Regions from separate parts of the Macaca mulatta genome. Here region 1 is linked to region 2. A link is a contact called in public Hi-C data. All regions are on one chromosome and are shown on one strand. The core of a region is the stretch at or near the end of the contact, and the rest is flanking DNA. Distances in the headings are between cores, read along the strand shown.

Region 1 (3,773 bases), core at 859-3,358, 280 kb after region 2:
ACGATTGTGCCTTTACATTTTTCCCTGGTGCCTCCTGTGCTGCCAGCTTGGAGACTCCTAGAGCAGATCGCCCAGTGGGCTTCCACGTGCCGCTTCCTCTGCCTGGGTGTGCCTTCTTCCTTGCCCAACTAGCAAACTCCTATTCATGCCTCAAGACCCAGCACCTAACTCCTTTGTGGAAGAGAATTGATTTCCCCCTTCTCTGTGTCACGCTACCCAGACTGTTGACATTCACTGCTGTGTATTGCCGGTATCTGTTTTCAATGAAGTCTCACCTATCAATGTAGGATTATGAGCTCTTTAAACACTGGGATGGGCCAGGCACGGTGGCTCACGCCTCTAATCCCAGCACTTTGGAAGGCCAAGGAGGGCAGATCACCTGAGATGAGGAATACGAGACCAGCATGGCCAACATGGTGAAACCCTGTCTCTACTAAAAATACAAAAATTAGCCAGGCATGGTGGCGTGGGCCTATAATCTCAGCTACTCGGGAGGCTGAGGTGGGAGAATCACTTGAACCTGGGAGGCGGAGGTTGCAGTGAGCCAAGATCACGCCATTGCACTCCAGGCTGGGCTACAGAGCGAGACTCCATCTCAAAAAATCAAAAAAACATTAAAAAAAAAAAAAAAAAAAAGACTGGGATGGTGTCCTCCATTACTCTAGCCCCATCACCTAGCATGTGCCTGACATGGAGGCATGGCTCAGTAAAAGAGTTTGGAGTGAGTAAAGAATAAGCTTGTAACCAAAGAAGGCTTTGAGCCCTACAGAAGAGTTTCCTCTAAGGGAAGAGAAAGGCGTCACCCACTGCTGGCACTGAGACGTTCCCCAAGACACATGTTCTCTGTTCCCTTGGGCTACTGGCCCTATCTCCATAGCAGAGAGGGCACCATTTACTTTTCTTCTTCTTTTTTTTTTGAGACAGTCTCACTCTGTTGCCCAGGTTGGAGTGCAGTGGCGCGATCTCGGCTTACTGCAACCTCCACCTCCCAGTTTCAAGCGATTCTCCTGCCTCAGCCTCCTGAGTAGCTGGGATGTGCAGCTGTGTGCCACCGTGCCTGGCTAATTTTTGTATTTTTAGTATAGACGGGGTTTCACCATGTTGCCCAGTCTCGTCTTGAACTCCAGAGCTCAAGTGACCTTCCCGCCTCGGACTCCCAAAGTGCTGGGATTACAGGCATGAGCCACTGTTCCCGGCCACCATTTGCTTTTCTTGGTGGTTTGGCTTGTCTTGGATTGCGGGTATAGGAGACACACTGGCTGGGAGGTGGGGGTGTGCTCTATACATGCTGATTTAATCGTTTCTGATCTGAGGACGTTTGAAGGATGCCAACAAGGCCCCCTGCTGAAAACTATGCTCCCTACCCAGGTGCCAGGGCTGGAAATTTCAGCACTAGACATCCTCTTCTCTCTCCACAGTCCTTCTATAGTGTAGTATCAGGGGCCACAGTGAGGGTCTGGGGCCCTGCCAGCTTTCCCCTTGTGTCTACAGGATGGACTGTCCCCAGTTCTGGAAATACGAGTTCGGTGCCTGCACCGGCAGCCTGGCTTCGCTGGAGCGGTACTCAGAGCAGCTGAAGGACATGGTGGCCTTCCTCTTGGGCTGCAGCTTCTCCCTGGAGGAGGCCTTGGAGAAAGCAGGGCTCCCCAGAAGAGACCCAGCAGGTCACAGCCAGGCGGCTGCATACAAGGTAGGGACACAGCCCACAACCCACAAGGGCAGAATGGCCTGAAAATGCAGATCAACTTACATCTTCCTGGGGCAGAGAGAACACGGGCACGGGAGGTAGAAAACCTAAGCTCCAGCCCCAGCTCAGCCACTTTCTAGCTGTGCAGCCCAGGAGAAATGATCGATCTCTTTGAGCCAGCTTTGGTCCCACGCACCTCTGGGACCGCCGTGAGCACCCAGTGTGGTCCTTCTTCGTGGTTCAGTGCCGTAAACCAAACCCGCTTGGGATTTCTCTGGCTCCTTTAACTTCAGGCACCTCAGCAAGATTTTTATGAATCCTCCCTGGCTCGGGTGAGCCTCAGCCACGGGGAATGAGCCTGGCTCTGTCAATACCCAGGGATTTGTGGCAGAGCCTCGGCCAGGCAGTTCCTCCTGGGTTAGGTCACTGTCCAGAAAGCCGGGTCATGTTCCTGGCCGGAGGTTGCCTCTGGCAGTCACAAACACAGCACAGCCAGCCTCTCTGGGACGTGCCTGCTGTGCCTCTTCCAGCCCTTACTTGTCAAGGTGAGTGCACTCGACTCCCTGGTTCCACAGACCCTTCCTGGACATCTGTTGGTGAAGTCTGAGAGTTCGCTGTGCTCCAGCAGTGGTCAGCCAGCATAAACAGCCAGGCTCCAGGTTTCTTTATTTATGGAGGACTTGGATCAGAGATTTTGTCTTGGACTCTGGGACATTTATTAAAATGTCTTGGTTTGGGCTCCTGCCAGAGAGGCCCCAGCTGCCTCTGATCAGAAACAAAGCTACCCATAGTCTGTGCTGCCCTCATGGGTGAAGTGTGTGCCCGAGCGGTTCTCTTGAAGCTAGGGAAGGGTGGGGATGGGACCCCAGCGGCTGGCGGGCACCCACGGCAGGCTCTGGCTCTGGAACACACCGCTCTTTGTAGGAGGTGGGAGCTGAGAGGGCGCCATGGCTCCACATGCAGATTCTCATTTTAGATGAGGAAACCGAGGTCTAAAGAGAGAAAAGGACTTGCCCAAGTCCCAAAGCTCGATGGGAACCCGGAACTCCTGGCTCCCATCTGTACAATGTCAATAGCAGAGATGTGACAACTAAATGATGCTTTGCAGTCACAGGGTCTGCTGATATGGAAGCTATTTGTTGCCTACAAAGGTACAAGTAAGTGCCCATAGTAAGTGCTCAACACGGCCTCACTAACCCCGATGCTTATCAAATAACTTTCAGTCTAATATCGACCCCTCTGCCCGTGGGCTCCAGGGAGAGATGGCCAGGCAGCCATCTGGGATTCCACTGGCCACCCCCAGACGGAATGTGTCTCAGCCTCGGGGAGCACTGCCTGGGTCTACCAGTGGCTCCAGCACGTCCCCTCTCCTGGGTGCTATTATGCAGACACTGCTGGCAGGCACCCTGAGGTTCCATCCTGCTGCCGCCAGGGTGGTGATAGCAAGCTCTTTAGGTGGTGGCCAAGACTTCACAGTGGATTACAGTCCTGGCCATGTCCTAAATCTTTCATAAGCTCTATTGCAGGCACCAGAAACCATTCAGAAGGTGGGGTAGGGGAGCGAAACACCAATGAAAGTCACACCGATCAAAGCAGGCAACATCTGTTAAGGCAGGAGGAACCAGGCCATGCTCCCTGGGGTCTGGGGACAGGCTTGTCGCTGGTGTGGATTCAGAAGGCAGAGTGGACATCAGCTCCTACTGTGATGTTCTCCGTTGCCTCCCTCTGCCCCTGATTCACCAGAGGCTGTTTACCTGTGGTCCACGACCCTTGCAGTCCCTGGAGAAATTCAGAGCCTCCATGATACTGGATAGAAAAAAAAGTACGTTTTTCTTTTCCCTCTCTCCCTCCCACCCTCCCTCCCTCCCTCCCTCTCTCTCTCCCTTCTTTATTTTATTTTATTTTTGGCAGTCCTTGCTCAGTTGCTCAGGCTGGAGTGGAGCAGTGACACAATCACAGCTCAATGCAGCCTCAACCTCCTGGGCTCAAGAGATCCTCCCATTTCAGCCTCCTGAATAGCTGGGACTACAGGCATGCGCCAGCATACCCAGCTAATTTATGGGGTTTTTTTCTGTTTGTTTGTTTG
Region 2 (3,926 bases), core at 311-2,810:
GGTCCCAGCTATTCAGGAGGCTGAGGCAAGAGGATCCCCTGAGCCAAGGAGTTAAAAGGCTGCAGCGAGCTATGATCATACCACTGCACTCCAGCCTGGGTGACAGAGTAAGACCTTGTTTTTAAAAAAAAAAAATTTTTTTTTTGCTGGACGTGGTGGCTCATGCCTGTAATCCCAGCACTTTGGGAGGCCAAGGCTGGATGTGGTAGCTTATGCCTGTAATTCCAGCACTTTGGGAGGCCAAGGCAGGAGGGTCACTTGAGGCCAGGAGTTCAAGACCAGCTTAGGCAACATAGCAAGACCCTATCTCTGCAAAAAATAGAAAAATTAGCTGGGTGTGCTGGTTTGCACCTGTGGTCTCAGCTATCCCAGAGGCTAAGGTGAGAGGATTGCTTGAGCCTAGGAGTCTGAGGCTGCAGTGAGCTAGGACAGCACTGCTGCACTCCAGTCATCGGAGTGAGACCCTGTATGCATAAAGAAAAAATTTTTTAATATGAATAGAGGTAAAATAAAAGATTATTGTATTTTCTATAAAAGAGTCTGAACAAAAATAAAATTTCAGGTATAAAATTAAAACTTCCCTTATATCAAAAATAATCACATCAACAATATCTGCTATTGAGCAAACTGTAAGCTTCGGTTAACAATCTGCAATATTTCTGCACTTAATAATTTAGAAGATATTAAAGAATCCTGTTTTTACGGTGCCAACAAAACTACTTCAATATGGGAAATTTAATCTTTTCTTTCAAAGGACATATGGCCAATGTACATGTGCACAGGCTGGGAAATTACCTGAAACAGCTTCTCAGAGCTCTGGGGCAGGGCTGCAGGAGAATAAGTGGGATCCATTTCTGTGAACTCTTCTGCAAAGTTACTCACGTCTAATTCATCTCGAATGACCGGCTTAAATGGTGCAGGCACTTTTTTGGCGGCTAAATCATCCCAATTTATTTTCTAAAACAAAGTTGGTACAAAGTAGAAATCAACAGTCAAAACATATTTTCTAAGAATAGCAAAGATAAATTAGGATTTTGACTGGTAGGGAGAGAGGATAAAAATAAGGGAACATATTTTACATCAATAATAAAAAATATATTTTTTCCAAGCAAGATCACAGCAGTTTATATCTCCAACCAATGCTGTGCCTCAAAGATGAGACTATCGCTGTTGAATCTCAGAGTGTCCTCTGGAGGGCACCAAGACACCCTAGTTTACCTTTAAAGATAACAGAAAAATACTTTTGTCCTGAGCCTCTTCAGAAAGGTGCTAAGCCAAAAAGAAAACAAGCAAAAAACCCAAAACAAAATAAAAAACTGAAATAAAGGGTTTCCAAATGCTCTACAGATGAGGATATTAGCTCTAAAGGAACATTCCTATTTTCTAGAGGCAGTGTTACTTAGCTCTCCGCCTGCACTTGCTTTTCCTCCTGGGCATCCGGACAGACTGCAAAATAAGTAATCATGCATGTGCCTATGTCTAGAAGTTCAAATGATACCATTATACGGATGTGATCACTTATTCAACTGTGTTCAAGCATTTTAAACACTACCTCTTACATCCCCCATAGAATAATGCAAGCCCCTTTTCCCTCTAGGTCACTTACTGAGTTATATTACTGAAATCCAACCCTTTACTCTGTTTCTTTGTGCTCCTTCTATCATTTAAAACAATCTCAGGTAACACTTACTGAATTAAATCCTACAGATCTCCTACTACCATATTTCTTCAAATCTAAGATGCCATTACTGATAGTAAGATACACAATTATTTTATGTATCATTAAGAAGAAAAAAGTATTAATCATAAGAATATAAGGTGATGGTCATTGTAACATGCATACTGATTTCAGTGACAGTAAAATATGAAAATGTGCACTTCTTGGTTGATAAAATTCAGTAAGTTTAATCAATTACCATAAAATGTTTTTATTATGTTGTCTTGTAGATGCAATAGAAACAAAATAATTAAATTACAGATCTCCAAATTTCTCAGCTAAAATGGAATTGAGATCATTTAGTTCATCTCCTTTATTTGATCCAGTGAAACTGAGGCCGAGAAATAAGAAATAACCTTTTCACTCAAACGCAGTTGATGGAAGAGTCAGGATTTGAACATAGTCTCTTGACTTTCTAGTTAGTGTTTTTTTCTCTCTGCAGCTGTAATGTTTTCCATTACAAGCACATAACTTGTGCTTGGCTATTGTACATATATTAAAAGAAACTTCTAGAGGAAAGGGGTAATTTAAAGAAACAGGTTGTTAGCAGGAGAATGTTTAATATGTAGAAAATGGAATGCTATTATGATCCTTTCCACCTCCGCACCACTTACAGAGAAAAAGCCCATTTAGGCCTTTACAAGTAGAATTCTGGTCTCTCCAAAAGTGTCCTATCATTTAAAACGTCAAGGCAATTAAGTAATCTAAAATTACTATTTCAAGCTACTGAAAAGAGAAATTTCTCTAATATGAAAGACAAACTGCAATATTCCCAAATACAGGGAGCCATGGAGAAAAAGATCTTAGGAAAATATGGTCGGGGGTACTTTGCTTGACTTGTTTCTTAAATTTTACTGTTAACTTTTGAGATAAACTTCTGAACAAGATATGTGAAAGTTTGTTCAAAGAGTAATCCTTCCAAGCCATGTGAATCTATGAAATGCATATGAGAGGTTTATTTTATTCTAAATATATTTCTCACTATGTTACTGAACTTCTGTAAGATGTGCAGTATTTAAAAAAAATAATTACATTGATAGACTAAGAAAAATATGCCTTTTTTTGAGCATAGAAGTGCAGAGATAATTCTCATTTCTAACCAATATTTGTTTCTATATATTTAAAAAATAATAAATAACAACATGAAGCTTAACTGACAAAAGAGATTTTCTTCATTTTGATATATTATTTTCATTTGTTTTGGTGATAATCATGTAAAAGTTTAATTTACAGAATAAAAAATAAAACCAGATGGTCCCTTTAGACCATAAATATTTAGGTCAGGCTTATTGATAAGAAGAAGTTATTTAAAAGTTGTATCTCCAGAGTTTTAGAAATCAAAGCCATGGCATCCCCAGTTTTGACGAATGAGGCTGGAAATAACGAGCCAACTCAGTTAAATGATTTTTCCCAGAAGTTTAATATTTTGGTGTTTTTTTTGTACTAAACTGAGCAGATATGTTGGTCCTCAGTAGAATGGTCTCATTAGGCTTTTTCAGAATAAGAGAAGCACTGTCACAGGACAAAGGAAATAAATGAATAACTCTCTTTGTGTCATGAATATGTAACTGAGAAATAGGTAAATCTAAAATTTTTAAAGATTACTTCTGGGAAAAGAGGAAGTGATGAAATCACTATCTAAAAGGTGAAACATAGTGGCGGTAATAGCTCATGAACTGAAACAGAAGTAAAAAGTACAGTAAAAGTCTCCTTAGTCCATATGGCTAGATCTCAAGATCATAAATGGAAACCACCCCCTAGAAACTCTAATGAATGAGTATGTAGAAAATTGAATGCTATTATGATCCTCCCCACTCCTGCTCCATTGAGGGAGAAAAAGACCATTTATGTTTATACAAGGAGAGTTTGACCCTACCTAAAGGGTCCCTATCGTTAAAAACAAACAAAAAAGGCCGGGCACGGTGGCTCACGCCTGTAATCCCAGCACTTTGGGAGGCCAAGGTGGGTGGATCACGAGGTCAGGAGATTGAGACCATCCTGGCTAATACGGTGAAACCCCGTCTCTACTAAAAATACAAAAAAAATTAGCCGGGCATGGTGGCGGGCGCCTGTAGTCCCGGCTACTCGGGAGGCTGAGGCAGGAGAATGGCGTGAACCCGTGAGGTGGAGCTTGCAGGGAGCCGAGATCGCGTCACTGCACTCCAGCCTGGGCGACAGAGCGAGACTCAGTCTCAAATAAACAAAAAAA

Evidence for each region. Hi-C and Micro-C count contacts between places; a contact is called where the count stands out from the background.
Region 1: a Hi-C map of fetal cortical plate shows a contact between it and region 2, with 5 times the contacts expected there. The contact joins two enhancer-like sites. A contact is called at or near these places in 9 of 14 Hi-C or Micro-C datasets (CD4 T cells, blood, cortical neurons and 5 more).

Annotation. Positions count from the first base shown.
Region 1 is chr7:164,423,368-164,427,140 of T2T-MMU8v2.0, forward strand. It overlaps DGLUCY (D-glutamate cyclase), which reads left to right. Exons shown (of 13, transcript XR_013396483.1): 4 at 1,492-1,690. Among named protein-coding and RNA genes, the nearest start is that of GPR68, 93 kb to the right of the region's middle. Within about 2 kb of position 2,109, at least 6 of the 40 cell types and tissues checked have an H3K27ac peak or open chromatin away from gene starts, as enhancers often do.
Region 2 is chr7:164,146,126-164,150,051 of T2T-MMU8v2.0, forward strand. It overlaps RPS6KA5 (ribosomal protein S6 kinase A5), which reads right to left. Exons shown (of 17, transcript XM_077941612.1): 9 at 796-957. Among named protein-coding and RNA genes, the nearest start is that of TTC7B, 88 kb to the left of the region's middle. Within about 2 kb of position 1,561, at least 2 of the 40 cell types and tissues checked have an H3K27ac peak or open chromatin away from gene starts, as enhancers often do.